Linked DNA regions of Mus musculus: region 2 is linked to region 1. A link is a contact called in public promoter capture Hi-C data. All regions are on one chromosome and are shown on one strand. The core of a region is the stretch at or near the end of the contact, and the rest is flanking DNA. Distances in the headings are between cores, read along the strand shown.

Region 1 (6,683 bases), core at 2,897-5,396:
TGGTGACACTTCTGGTGATGCTCAGCTGTGAGGTTTTATGTAGATATTGAAAGCATGACCATTGTCTTCACTTCACCTCCAGCTTGGGTTGTATGCCAGTAACATCAGCATAAGGTGGTTAATGACAGGATGGTCCCTTGAGTGTGCAGTGAGTCTGGTTTATTTGCCAATGAGAAGCACAGGCCTCCTGTATGGGTCTTTGCCTACAGCCCCCTTTCATCACCCAGACTTGGTAGACTTACATTCTGTCACACTGTTGGCTCTTAATCTCAGCCCTGAAAAATGCCATTTCTTGGGTATCAAGGCTAGTCTAGATTCAGAAACCATATAAAGGTTGACAGCTGGTTTAAAAAAAAAAAGGCTTGGAGCTTGAGTTGGGTTCGCAGGTTATTCCAGGGTATCTGTCTGCACTTTGTCTCCCAGATTTAAAGGTAAGTGCCACCATGCCTAGCATGGTGACTTATTAGCTTTGTTGCTGTGGAACATACATCAAATGAAACATTGGTATGGCTCTGGTTTCACTGTCCATGGTTAGTATCTGGTGGGTGGACACCTGGTGGAACCAAGCTGCTCATCCCAGAACTAAGGAGCCATTCCCCAGAGACTTGTCTTCCTACTAAGTTCCATCCCTACAGCTTCTAGTAGTAGCTTCAGAGGTTGTGAATTGTGGACTTAGTCTGCCATAACATTTAAAATAGGTATTAAATTCAAGTCATTTGGTCACTCAGCACCCACGTGGCTCTTCAGAACAACAGAAGCCCCTCGGACTTGTCTGTTGGAAAAACCAGTTTGAAATAATGTACCTGCTTTAGTTGAGAAAACGCTACAACTGGTGCTGTGTCCTGCCATGCTGATGAGCTCTGCTCTGCGACCTGCCGAACTTGGGGGATCTCTACCCCCAGACTTTGCTCAGATCTGTTGATGATTTGTCCATGCAGGAAAGTTTACAAGGTCTCTGTGTGTCTACTACTTACTAGTTGCTGTGACAAAAATACTGAAAGTGTTTACTGTGTGTGAGGCACAAAGTTTGTGGGAAGCTGTACCCTCCCTCATTTTGGTGCTGCTCCTGCCTTGACTGACAGGATGAGCTGCCCCAACCATCGTTGCCATCTTCCATAAGAAGCAGGTGGCTCTATTGAGTTCCCTGGAGGTGATCCCAAGGGAAGGAGGAGCCTGGGAAAGTGGATCTCAAGTCCCCTAGTCTGGCAGTTGGCTGTTTAGGAAAGTCCAGTGTCAGTGTTTGATATGTTGTAAGGAAACAAATTCAGTTTTATTTAGCTTATTGGCTCTGGGGAAATGGCAGTTCCCATTAATTGGTGCTGTCTTTCTCTTTGAGGATCAAAATTAGCTTCCTGTTCAGTTGTTAAGCATATTTCATAGTCAAATAATCCTCTTATCTTTACAAGTGAGGTTTTCCTTCGAGTGGATATCAGAGTCCCTCCCACGGCTTCTATCCCTCCTATCCTTGTGTAGGAAGTTAAGCTTGCTCATTTGTAGATTAGTGGTCGGTTACACTGCAATTTAGAGTATCATGTGTACTCTACACATGATTGATTCTAAGCCCCCTTCCCTTTCCATGTCCTTCAAAAATTTTTTTATTCTGAGACAGTGTTAGGATTTTTCCTGGGCTAGCCAAATGCAAGAAGTGTTGGTCCCAGACTTGTAATCTTTCTGCCTTAGCCTCCCAAATTCTAGGATTATAGATTTATGTCATGTGATGAGTGGTCTTTTAAAGATTATCTTTTATTTTTTTTGAGATGGGGTTTTTCTGTGTAGTTTTGGCTTTCTTGGGACTTGCTCTGTAGACCCAGGATGGTCTTTACTCAGATCTGCTTGCCTCTGCCTCCCAACTGCTAGGATTAAAGCATGAGCCTGAGCCTTCATGCCTGGCTGACAGGTGAATTCTCAATACCTACCTAGCCATAGGGAAAGTGATTGTGTCCCCTTCCTCATAGAGGGGCATAGTCACCCAGGCCATACCTTTAGCTTGGGCTTTTGGTCAGTGAAGAAGTATGAAGGGACAAGAACACTATCAAGAGCCTAATGTGCTCTGGCCTGGATGGTCAGCACAAAATGAATAGACTTACCAAATTCTGCTGTCTCCTTGGTAGATGTGAAGTTGTTGGAAGAGTCCTAAATTTAGCAGACTATACTGTCAGCCTATCAGACTATAGGCTGCCGGAGGGCAAGTCTGCTACCTATTTCCATCTCATGCCTGCATTGTTCATCCCCCTATGTAACCCACCTACCTGTCACTCATTCCTCCATCCAAAAACTATTGTAGGTTCAGTGGAAATTTCAAGCTTGCCTGTCTCAGCATCTTTCTTACCTTACCCCTAAGGATGGCATCTCTCTTGGCTACATCTTTGGTTTATCTGGAGATCCTTGATTAATTTGAACAAGAGCTACCTTGGGTTATGCAGTTTATGCCTCCAGTGTCCCAGAGACCGGCATTTGAGAGATCCCTGATAGCAAACCCATAGGGTGGCCTTTTTTTCATCCACCCCATTCTCCCTCCCACCTCCCTCTTTTGACCTTGAGTCCTCACCAGAGAGAAACCAGGCCCACTTAATTAGTTCTACATGTGTACACTACATGGGTGCAGTGCCCAAGCAGGAGAGGTGTTAGATTCCCTTTTAACTATAGTTAATAGACAGTTTTTAAGCCCCAGTGGATGCTGGGAAGCAAACCTACATCCTCTAGAAGAGCAGCTATTTCTCTGAGCCATTTCTCCAGCACCATTTTCCCCTCTTTTAAAAGCAGGTCTTGCAGTGTGGCCTAGTCTGGCCCCCTGAGGTGTTTGCATTGCATGGCAGGCATGTCCACAGGAACACCATAGTTCTCACCACTCGTACAGCACAGCAAGTGGGGTGCCGCAGGGGATTATCACTTGAGTATAAAATAAGGGTTGCTTTAGATTGAATAGGATAACCACGCGTTCTCAGAACAATCAAGGAAGGCTGGGGTGAGCCAGCACCGACCTTAATTGTTTACTTAGTAAACTACTAAATGTATGCACGTGTAAGCTTTTGCCTTGATTGAGGTCAAGCTGTCGAGAAATGGTTCTCTTTACAGTGGATCCAGTCAGGATTGGCAGCAAGCACCTTTGCCTGCTGAGCCTACATGTTGTATAGAATGGCAACGTTGTGTAGAATGGCAGTACATTAAATGGGTTTTTCATTTACGAAGTGTGCTGGCTGGTTTTGTGTCAACTTGACACAAGCTGGAGTTCAGTTGAGGAAATGCCTCCATGAGATTCAGCAGTTTTCTCAGTGATGGGGGGATGGGGGCTAGCCCCTTGTGGGTGGTGCCATCTCTGGGCTGGTAATTCTGGGTTCTGTAAGCAAGCTGAACAAGCCAGGGGAAGCAAGCCAGTAACATTCCTCCATGGCCTCTGCATCAGCTCCTGCTTCCTGACCTGCTTGAGTTCCAGCCCTGACTTCCTTGGGGATGAACAGCAGTGTGGAAGTGTTAACTGAATAAACCCTTTCCTCCCCAACTTGCTTCGTGGTCATGTTTTGTGTAGGAATAGAAACTCTGACTTAAGACATAATGGTTTTGAGATTATGGTTTTATTTATGACTATGGTGAGCCCTACTGAAGAAGCCTCAGCATTCAGATCTATCGTATCCTGCCAGTTGCTTGAAGCATGAATTTGAGTGTCCCTTCTAAATAGGTTTTCATTTCTGTGAAATGGGTACAAAGAGGCTATGTTCTAGTACTGTGGTCAGGCTTGGGATAAACTGTAAAATGAAAGTGGTGCTTGGCATAACACTATTTTACTTGTTTTTAATCCTGAGAGGGAGTCTGAATGCTTCTGGGAAGAAGATGTGGAGTCCGGACTGACCTGTCCTGACTATAGTATGTCTGCAGTCCTAATAACAGCCCCTGGGGGGTTCTTCACTCTTCTCAGCTTTTGTACTCAGAGTGATGGGGGCTAGTGAGGCTGCCATGTGGGAAATCTAATAACCAGGGGTATTGGGAAAATTGAGATCCTTTTCTGTAGATGATGAATGAGGGCAAAGAGAAGCAGTAAGTATTTGGGGCCTGAAGCAGAGAGATGAGGGGAAGGGAAGTTATAATGGAAGTCTTGAGTCAGCTGACAGGAATCATGAGTCAGCAGAAACCTGAGTGACCAGGAGTTGTGAGTCAGCAGAAAGTATAGATAGCAAAGATGATGAGTCACCATCATTCTTGGTGAATCAGGGCTGAACTGTTGTTACTGAAATTCCTTTTTGGGTTCTTGGTCTTATCAATGAGATAATTTAGGGGCTGGGACAATGGCTAGGTTGTTAAGAGCACTTGCTGCTCCTGAGTGGATTCAGGTTCGGTCCCCAGCACCTCCGTCGGGCTGCTCACACTAGCCTATGACTTGGGCTCCGGGGAGTCTGACACCCTCCTCTGGCCTTCAAGTGTGCTTGTACACGCCTGGGGGTGGGGTGGGGGGAGATGGAGTAATGAAATGAAATTTCTGATTTTTTAAGTCTTTGAAAGTAAAATACAATTATGTTGGCCTCTCTCCCTGTCCTTTTCATTCAACCTCTCCTATGTGCTCTCCTCTTACTCAATTTCTCGAATTTATGGCCTCTCTTTGTGCGAACATGTGTGTGTGAATAAAATAAAGCATTTTTTTTAAAACCTCTTGTCTGAATGGCTTCTGAATTGGTGACCTTTTGAATAAGCTTGCCTGGTTTCTACCTGATCACACTATGGTGTGGTGAGCAGCTGGACTTGCAACAAACAAAACATTGGTTTCTTGCTCCTTCAAGACTGCTGGGCACTGGCCATGTCACACCTCTGGGTCTGTCACCTTGCCTGACTGCTGCTTAAAGCCACTCAGCACACACACACTCCCAGCTGTGCACACAGTCGAAGGAGGCTGACCCTTGTACGCAGCAATTTTCATTTGGGACAGGTTGCTAGAAACCTTGATAATCTCAGAGTGTCACTGCCTGGGCTCTTCTAAGCTGTCCTGGCCTAGTATTCTCCAAGGTCAATTTCTTCAGCAATTTCTTTGTTCTGAAGGTTTCCTAATTAGCTTCTTACAGCTGTCTTTCTTGCTTAAGTAATAGTCTTAACTGTGGGTGTGTGGGGAAGCCTTGTGTATGGTTGAACCTTCTGGCATAGGCTATAGTTGCACAGTGTGAAGTCTGGAGAGAGGAGAGGGGAAGCCCTGGGTGTGTGATGAATGGGGATGCAAACTCGCACGTGGAGACTCATGGTGGCTCCCTCCTGTCTCCATGGATAACCAGATATGTACACTGCTCACTTACTCCAAGATCTGCATATCTGAACTAGCCCAATCCTTTCATCCTTTCAAAACTGATTTCAAAACCACGCCCAAGACAACTTCCACCTGGTGCCACATGGCATGGGCAAGGTATAGCACTTCTGAGACCATTCCTAAGAGGACCCCAGACACCCAGAGACTGGGCACCACTAGGATGACCAAGTGGTAGAGAGATGGAAGAGAAAGAAACAGAAGAATGTGCACAATGAAGAGAGGCAGAACTAGAGAATCAAGGAGCCTGATTTGAGTACCACCTAAGGCCGTAGTGAGGTCCTGGTCTTTAGGTCCTTTGTTACCACCAAAGGCTAGTCAGATGTCCCTGGTCTGGGCTGCTGCCCTGTCATTGTATGAGGATTGTGCAGAGCTGGCCCCATCCCTTGCCTCCCAGCCCTAGGAGAGCTAGCCATGAAGGTGGAGAGTAGGAGAGCTCACCCTATCCACCCCTAGCCGGCTGCAGGTCCTACACCTCACCTAGGAAGCACAGTAGAGCTGGCCCTGGTAGTGGGAGTTGTTGGTAAACTGGCCCCAAGGGTGTGAGCATGGCAGAGCTGGCCCTGCCACTTATCTGTTGTGTGGTGGCATAGGTGAGGGGAAACATGCTCCCTCCCCCACTCTTTACCACCTGTAGCAAGTGGCAGAGCCGCCCAAGGGCATGAGAGTGGGAGAACTGGCTCTGCCCTTAACAGTTGCAGTGCAGGAGAGCTTTCCCTGGTGCTGTGGGTGTGGGAGAGCTGGCAGGTGAGCAGCTCAGATACCATCCAGGCCCAGATCCAGGGCTTTGAGTTGGCACACCCCAATATCAACTCCATCTGTGGACTGCTGGAGAGCATGAAGGGGCAAGTCCTACACATCTAAAGCTACAGGATCTCCACGACACAGGGTGACAGTAGGGTGTCCAAGGGGAGTCCTAGTAAGTTTCCAGTATTGATAGTGTAGCAGAAGCCAGAGGCCTTGAACTAGACAAATGACTCATTGCAATGAACATTTGCAAGCAAAGGAGTATGGACAAAAGGGTGTACTGTGGGACATGCACACTGCAGCTTCCACACCAGGTTTTTTTTTTTTTTTGGTGGGAGGTTGCAAGGGTGAAGGACAGTACGAGAGAACAAGGAGATGGGTGGGGTTGGGTTGCATGTATGAAATTCATGAAGAATCAATAAAAAGTTAAATAAAATTAAAACCAGTTATCAATCCATCATGAGTCTTGTTAAATTCTCTCCAGGCTCCCATGAGTGCTTCAAGCATCCTCTCTGCAGTTTCATGGAGTTTCCACTAGGTGACAGCACAGGACCACAAGTATCTTGAAACAGTTTGCTGCCATTAACCTATGTCTGGACTGGAAACCTTGTTGAGATGAGGCAAATTATTCATGGCCACAGAAAGAAGGTTCAGA
Region 2 (6,863 bases), core at 753-3,252, 600 kb before region 1:
GTTTTAGTGGTTCTCCTTGTTTTAGGTAGTCCTATGAAAAATTTTCCTACCCTCTTTTTCTTTCAATAAATGAGGTAATTTTTTTCTTTCTCCTCCCCACCCCCCACCCCACCAGACAGGGTTTCTCTGTATAGTCCTGGCTGTCTTGGAACTCACTCTGTACACCAAGCTGACCTCAGACTCAGAAATCCACTGAGATTAAAGGCCTGTGCCACCACTGCCTGGCCTACATTTTTATTTTATGTGTGTGTGTGTTTGTATGCATGTGTGTTTATGCAACTCACAAGTACAGTGTTTGCATTCCTTCAAGGCTCCACCCCACAGTTACGTGGCAACAGCCAGGTATGCCAGACTCACTATAAAAGAGACTGTTTGTCCCTTCCTCGATCTTATCTTCTTATCCTCTTACTCCCTGCCCTTCTCTCTCTCTTCCCCATTTCCCTCTCTTCTCTCCCCATGTTCCCTGCCAGCCTCCCCTCCCCCTCTGCTTTCTCTGCCTTTACTCTCTCAACACCCCTCCCCATGCCCTAAATAAACTCTATTCCATACTATATCCGTCATATGGCTGGTACCACATCTTGCCTGTCCTCTTCTCTCTCTCTCTCTCTCTCTCTCTCTCTCTCTCTCTCTTAATAAAATGTTATATACCATGCCCACAGTGGCCAGAGAAGGGTGTTAGAGCCTCTGGAATTAAATGAGTTACCATATGTAGGCTGGGGATTGAACTCAGTTCCTCTGGAAGAGCAGCCAGTACTCCCAATCATTGAGTCAGCTCTCCAGCCCAATAAATGAGATTTAAGGTGGCTTTCTGGGCACACTGAGAAGAGCCACAATCCTTAAGATAAAACCATGATTCACAAAGGTCCCACAAGGAGGTGAACGCATCTTTACTGTCAACGAGATTCCTAGCAAATTGCAGGCTTGCAGATGGAAAAGGAGAAAAGCCATATATTAGACCTTTAGATTTGTTGCTATTTGAACATTCTAACTTGAAGCATCTCCATATAAAAGGAATGTGGGCTACCCATGCAGGAATTCTTGATGCTTAAAGTCAAGAGGCTTTAACCACACTTCTAGTAAGAGCTCTTTTTCCTTCCCACGGTCCCTTAATTTTCCTTGTCTTGTTATCGTGCTCAATACTACTTCCCGCAAGGGGAAGGTACTTTCACTAAATGCAGACATGTGTCCTGGTGGAAACAGCCCTTGCAAGAATGAAGATATTCCAAAGAGACATTTGTAAGTCACCCTTCTTGATATTATTTTGAGGCATGGACCGCAGGAAATTGGAATTTCCTTAGGAGTCTGATTTTGAGAGAAGGAAAGGGCTTAGAGCCTGTGTCCAGCCTGGAAAAAAATGTATCTTTTCTGTAAGTTCAAAGGGTTCTGAAGGTCCCGGACCTTTCTGAACAGACTGGAACTAAGTGGTCAATGATGGGCGGGGCTTCTTAGCCAAGCATGCCTCTTGCCCTCTATTTAAACCTAAACCTCCCGTCAGAACCCTGAAAACGGACTTGTGGGTGTGCTTTACTAGATTTCTTCCCGGTGTGTCCATTTCTCTGCTTTTTACTTTTTTTTTTGTTTGGTTCATGGAGCGTAACTTATTACAGCTCCAGGGTAAGCCTGGCTCATTACAGGCCCTGTCTCTGACCCAGAAGAACTCTGGAAACACTACTGGCACATTTTGAATAAGCAGGTTAAACATCCTGTTCCTTTTAAAGTCAAAGCCTTTAGTTTCCTCGAGGTCAGATACAAGGTCACTAAGAAACTTTGACCGTGTCACCCTCCTTCCACTAAGTCTGAAGGACAGGGTCTAAGTCTTGTCCTCACTTTACATAACCCGAAGCGCCCTTGGAACCCAGGCCTGGGGCAAGGGCCTGCTCCTGTTGCCATGACAGCGGTTCCGGCCCCCCAACGCCGAAGCTCCGGGACTCTGATTGGCTGGAGGGCGGGCTCTTTCTCGAGATGGGTCCGTCGGCGCCATTGTGCAGCGCTGCTCCCAGCGGAGGGTTCCGGCTGTGGCCAGTACCTCGGCGTCTACGCGTCGCCCGGCAGGTCCGGGGCTCCGGTCCGTGCCGGTGCAGGCGCCGGCATGTGGCTGTGGGAGGACCAGGGCGGCCTCCTGGGCCCCTTCTCCTTCGTGCTGGTGCTGCTGCTGGTGGTGACACGCAGCCCCTTCAACGCCTGCGTGCTCACCGGCAGCCTCTACATCCTGCTGCGGTTCTTCAGCTTCGAGCCGGTGCCGTCCCGCCGGGCCCTGCAGGTGCTCAAGCCCCGTGACCGCGTGTCCGCCATCGCCCATCGCGGCGGCAGCCACGACGCGCCCGAGAACACGCTGGCGGCCATCCGGCAGGTGAGCCCCGCGCACGCCTCGGGCCTGCTCCGCCGCTGACATCTCTTCTTCTCCTCCCGGCTCCGCATCCCTCCCCACTTCAGCTATTTCTAGAATTCCGCGGGTAATTGTAAGACTTGGTATGTGCCAGACGCTGGGATGGCAGCCAGGCACGACTCCTTTGACAGGGCTTTCATCTGGGTTGGGAGAGATAACATATGAGGCTACTTTAGGGTGGGGCAGTGCATTATGTAGCAGTAGTTTTCTATGAACTAGATATTTGTGAACTGTGAACTAGAATTACAAGGTTGGAATCAGTGGGAAGTGTTCCAGGATGCCGATGGCAAGTGCAAAGGGCCTGAGGTGAGGTTTATGTTGGAGTGGTAAGGTAGCAACACAACACAACAGGCTTATATGTGGTGCTGGCTTCGAGGAGCAGAACAAACTCTAGTGTATGGATGAATTAAGATATGAACTAGGTCAAATGGGTTCTTGTTAGTAAATGGGATTTCTCTCTTTTTTTCGAGACAGGGTTTCTCTGTAGTCCACTCCTTGAACTTATCAGACTGGCCTCAACTCAGATCCACCTGCCTGGTGGGGTTAAAGTGCTGGGACTAAAGACACCCACCACCACCAACTAGCAAGATATTCTTAATCACCCTTATCACAGGGTGTATTTCTGTCCTCTGTATTACTTGGATATTATCTTTATGGCCTCTTTCCAAATACACCTTCATCATAGTCGTCAACCCTGGCAGCCAGACTCCTCTGTCAATATTTGCTTCCCCTTTCCATAAGGCACCCAGGAGAATTTTAATAGCCCTTTGCCCTTGGAAGCCTTCTGTTTTCAGATTAATGTCAGCTTGTATGGCAAGAGCATTTCAGTGGATTATGGACTTCAGTGCACTACAGTCAGCCTTCATACGTGTTGGCCTTGCATCTGTGGGTTTAATTGTAGATCAAAAAAATAGCATGAAAGAAGTATGTGGAGTGACGTCACACCTTAACTGCTTACATAGCTAGATTGTTTTAGATGGAAGAATGCCAAGAGTTGACTTGAGGGGTATAGGAGGTCATTCCTGGGACATATGCAAATACTACAGCTTTTAGTCTGTTTTGCTTTGCTTTGTTTTGTTTTGTTGTTTTGTTTTTCCTTTGGTTTTTGAGACCGGGTTTCTCTGTATAGCCCTGGCTGTCCTGGAACTCACTCTGTAGACCAGACTGGCCTCAAACTCAGAAATCCGCCTGCCTCTGCCTCCCAAGTGCTGGTATTAAAGGCGTGCGCCACCATGCCCGGCTTGTTTTGGTTTTTTGGTTTTTTTGAGGCAGAGTTTCAGTAGCCTTGACTGTCCTGGAACTGGCTATGTGCCTTCCTAGCGTGAGGATTAAAGGCATGCACCATCATGCTTGACCTTTTAGACAGTTTTACATCTGTTCTTCCCATTTCTTTGAGGTGGGGGGAACTGTGACTCCAAGACAACACAGCACCTTCCAGCATAAGGCTTCCTGATTGGATGACTTGATGCTGTCTGGCAAAGATTAAGATATTTTCCAGGATATTTGAATGTGGGCTCTTTTCTTAGTCCAGCTTAAGTAGCTTGCTTATTATCCAACACTCTGTCCTTTAGCTGTAACAAAGAAAATCAGAGCAAGTAGGGCACCCTCGCCTCGGCCCTAACCTCAGTTTCCCCATGTAATTGTAAAGTGAAAAGGACAGTGGCCTCTGTGAAGGAGGTGACGGGAGACAGGCTGATCTGTACACATTAAAGCCTAGGGAGACTCCGTGTGGGGGCTGTTTCCCAGGAATCTAAGGATGGCTTGACGTCCTCCGGAATAAAGGTGAAAGAGAAAGACCGTAGGAGGACAGCCTATGAGTTAGCGGAGGGCACACGTATGTGCATTGTCAGGAGGAGAAGAAAATCACATGCTAGTCACTGCCTTTGTTTCTGCTTACGTCACGTAAGTTGCCTTAGAGAGTACTCAGCGTTAACCAAGCACAGAGTGCTCCTGAGTGTTTGTTGACAGTGGAATTTGGCCAAGACTGGGTTTGCCTAGATGTCAGTCACATTAAATGAGTGAGGAAGCTTCACATGTGAGATGAGAAGAGAACATGAGAACAAATACGCGAGTCATCCTGTGGTGTCACACGGAAGTAGGGCGCAATTCTCTGTCCGATGAACATTGTAGGGGAAATTACAGGTCTCCAGCATTGCTCCAGACGTCTCCTCGCCTGAAGAGGAAATGAGAATGTGGCGGTTCAGCCGGCTGGACTGGCAGGTCATTGAGGATCATCTTTTTAGCTATGACTACCCTTAGCTGCCACATGCACACAGTGCAGCTCAAAATTTGTATTTTTTTTTTTTTAAAGATTTTATTTATATGTAAGTACACTGTATCTGTCTTCAGACACTCCAGAAGAGGGAGTCAGATCTCATTACGGATGGTTGTGAGCCACCATGTGGTTGCTGGGATTTGAACTCCGGACCTTCGGAAGAGCAGTCGGGTGCTCTTACCCACTGAGCCATCTCACCAGCCCAAAATTTGTATTCTTAGACATTCTACTAGATACAAAACTGCTCTGACTGATGACTGATAAGTTTCTGGTAGGAAATATGCTAGTTAACAACGAAAAGTAGTTAAATGTGAAATGAATATTTAAGAAAAATAAAGCTAGGTGGTGCACACCATTAATCCCCAAGCTCTGGAAGCAGAGGCAGGCATAGCTCTGTGAGTTTGAGGCCAGCATGGTCTACATAGAAATTTCCACCACAGCAAGAGCTACACAGAGAGAACCTGTCTCAATACAACACCCCTCCCCCCTCCCCAGAGACAAAAAGAAATGCCACAAAAATGGGCCGGAGAGGAGGCTCGGCAATTAAGAGAGCCATGTTCCGCTCTTACAGAGGACCGCTTATAACTAGCTCCAGGTGAGCCCACACCTCTGGCTTCCATGGAGACCTGCACTGGCATCCACATACCCCCATATGGACACACTTATAATTAAAATAATTAAATTTTTTAAAAGATACACTATTAAATATAGTGGCAAAGAAATACAATTATGTCAACTGTGCCCACAGTCCACTCCATCTGGACTGAGGTTGGCCTTAAAAATAGAGTCTAGGCGGGTGTGGTGGTGCAGGCCTTTAGCCTAGCACTTAGGAGACAGAGGCGGGCAGTAGCCTCTGTGCATTTGAAACAAGCTTAGTTGTGTATAGCAAGTTCCAGCCCAGCCAGGGCTACTTAGGGAAACCCTGTTTGGGGAAATTATATTGTATCCTTCCCTCTTTAAAACAAAACAAACAAAAACCCTCTGGTTGCAATTAGAAAAAAATAAATCCAAGCTCCCTTGCTCTCTTCTGCCTTCCTATCTATCTTTTTGCATTTTTTTTTCTTGTAGTGCCACCAGTGACCTGCCCTCCCAGCCCCTGACTTTTTCTCTCTTCCCCTTCCTCAGGGCCCTGCTCTCTCTGTCCCCATCTCCCAGTGGTCATCTGGGATTCGTGGGGCTTCATGTGGGGCTTCACATACCTGAACATCAGCCTCAAATCCCTCACAGGCAGCGGGCTTACTCTCTTACCTACCGAGTGCAGGTGGAAGCCTGGCCGCCAGAAGGCTAACGCAGCAGTTCTCTGGTATTCTCGGATTAGTTGGGGTCTGCCGGTCAGTCTGCTCGCCACTGGCCTCATGTTGGCCAGCTCTCACCAAGCCTGCCAGGTGCCATTGCAGCTGGAGAAGTCACATTCTTTTTTGTTTTTAGTTTTCGGTTTTTTTTTTTTTTTCTTTTAGTTTTTCAAGACAGGGTTTCTCTGTGTAGTCCCAGCTGTCCTGGAACTCACTCTGTAGACCAGGCTGGCCTCGAACTCAGAAATCTGCCTGCCTCTGCCTCCCAAGTGCTGGGATTAAAGGCGTGTGCCACCACTGCCCGGCTGAGACGTCACATTCTTAGATGCCGGCATCCAGCCTAACACACACACACACACACACACACACACACACACACACACACACAGAATCAGCAGCACTTACTGTGAGCACAGGAGGAAGCTGAACATAGAGGCTAGAATGAGACTACACTAACTGTAAGAGAGGGAGTAGGCTTGGGTAGCAGTATGGATTTTTTTTACCTCATTGTCTCCTTCCTACCTGACTGAGGCCTTTGCTTTGTGTTTGCTGTTTCTCCTGCATGGAAGAGACCTCCCTTGGATATCTTCCAGTTAGAGCCAAGGGCAAAGCAAATTGTGTGTGGTCATCCGTTCTCGGAAACTCTGTTTTCTGAATAACCTTTGTAGGGTTTGTGGATTTGTTTTTGTTTGCTTATTTTTTTATTTGGTTTGGTTTTCATAAACTGTTTAAAAGACAATAGGTTCTGGATGTGGTGGCGCACGCCTTTAATCCCAGCACTCAGGAAGCAGAGGCAGGCGATTTCTGAGTTCGAGGCCAGCCTGGTCTACAAAGTGAGTTCCAGGACAGTCAGGGCTACACAGAGAAACTCTGTCTTAAAAAACAAAACAAAACAAAACAAAACAAAACA

Evidence for each region. Promoter capture Hi-C pulls out the DNA fragments that hold promoters and counts their contacts.
Region 2: a promoter capture Hi-C map of the HPC-7 cell line shows a contact between it and region 1, with 5 times the contacts expected there. The contact joins the promoter of Gde1 here to the enhancer-like site in region 1. A contact is called at or near these places in 11 of 39 promoter capture datasets (3T3-L1-derived adipocytes, the C10 cell line, the HPC-7 cell line and 7 more), 14 of 484 Hi-C or Micro-C datasets (B cells, CD4 T cells, CD8 T cells and 10 more), 4 of 115 datasets of contacts at active chromatin or transcription factors (bone marrow-derived macrophages, extraembryonic endoderm stem cells, fibro-adipogenic progenitors and 1 more) and 3 of 9 other capture datasets (adipose tissue, liver and macrophages).

The regions. Positions count from the first base shown.
Region 1 is chr7:118,102,329-118,109,011 of GRCm38.p6, reverse strand. It overlaps Rps15a (ribosomal protein S15A), which reads left to right. Exons shown (of 5, transcript NM_170669.2): 5 at 1-4,638. Among named protein-coding and RNA genes, the nearest start is that of Rps15a, 10 kb to the left of the region's middle. Within about 2 kb of position 4,146, at least 106 of the 459 cell types and tissues checked have an H3K27ac peak or open chromatin away from gene starts, as enhancers often do. A contact at or near this core is called in CD8 T cells, the G1E-ER4 cell line, the HPC-7 cell line and 9 more, where this site is marked.
Region 2 is chr7:118,700,877-118,707,739 of GRCm38.p6, reverse strand. Gde1 (glycerophosphodiester phosphodiesterase 1) reads left to right here and starts at 2,002. Exons shown (of 6, transcript NM_019580.4): 1 at 2,002-2,350. The coding sequence starts at 2,090.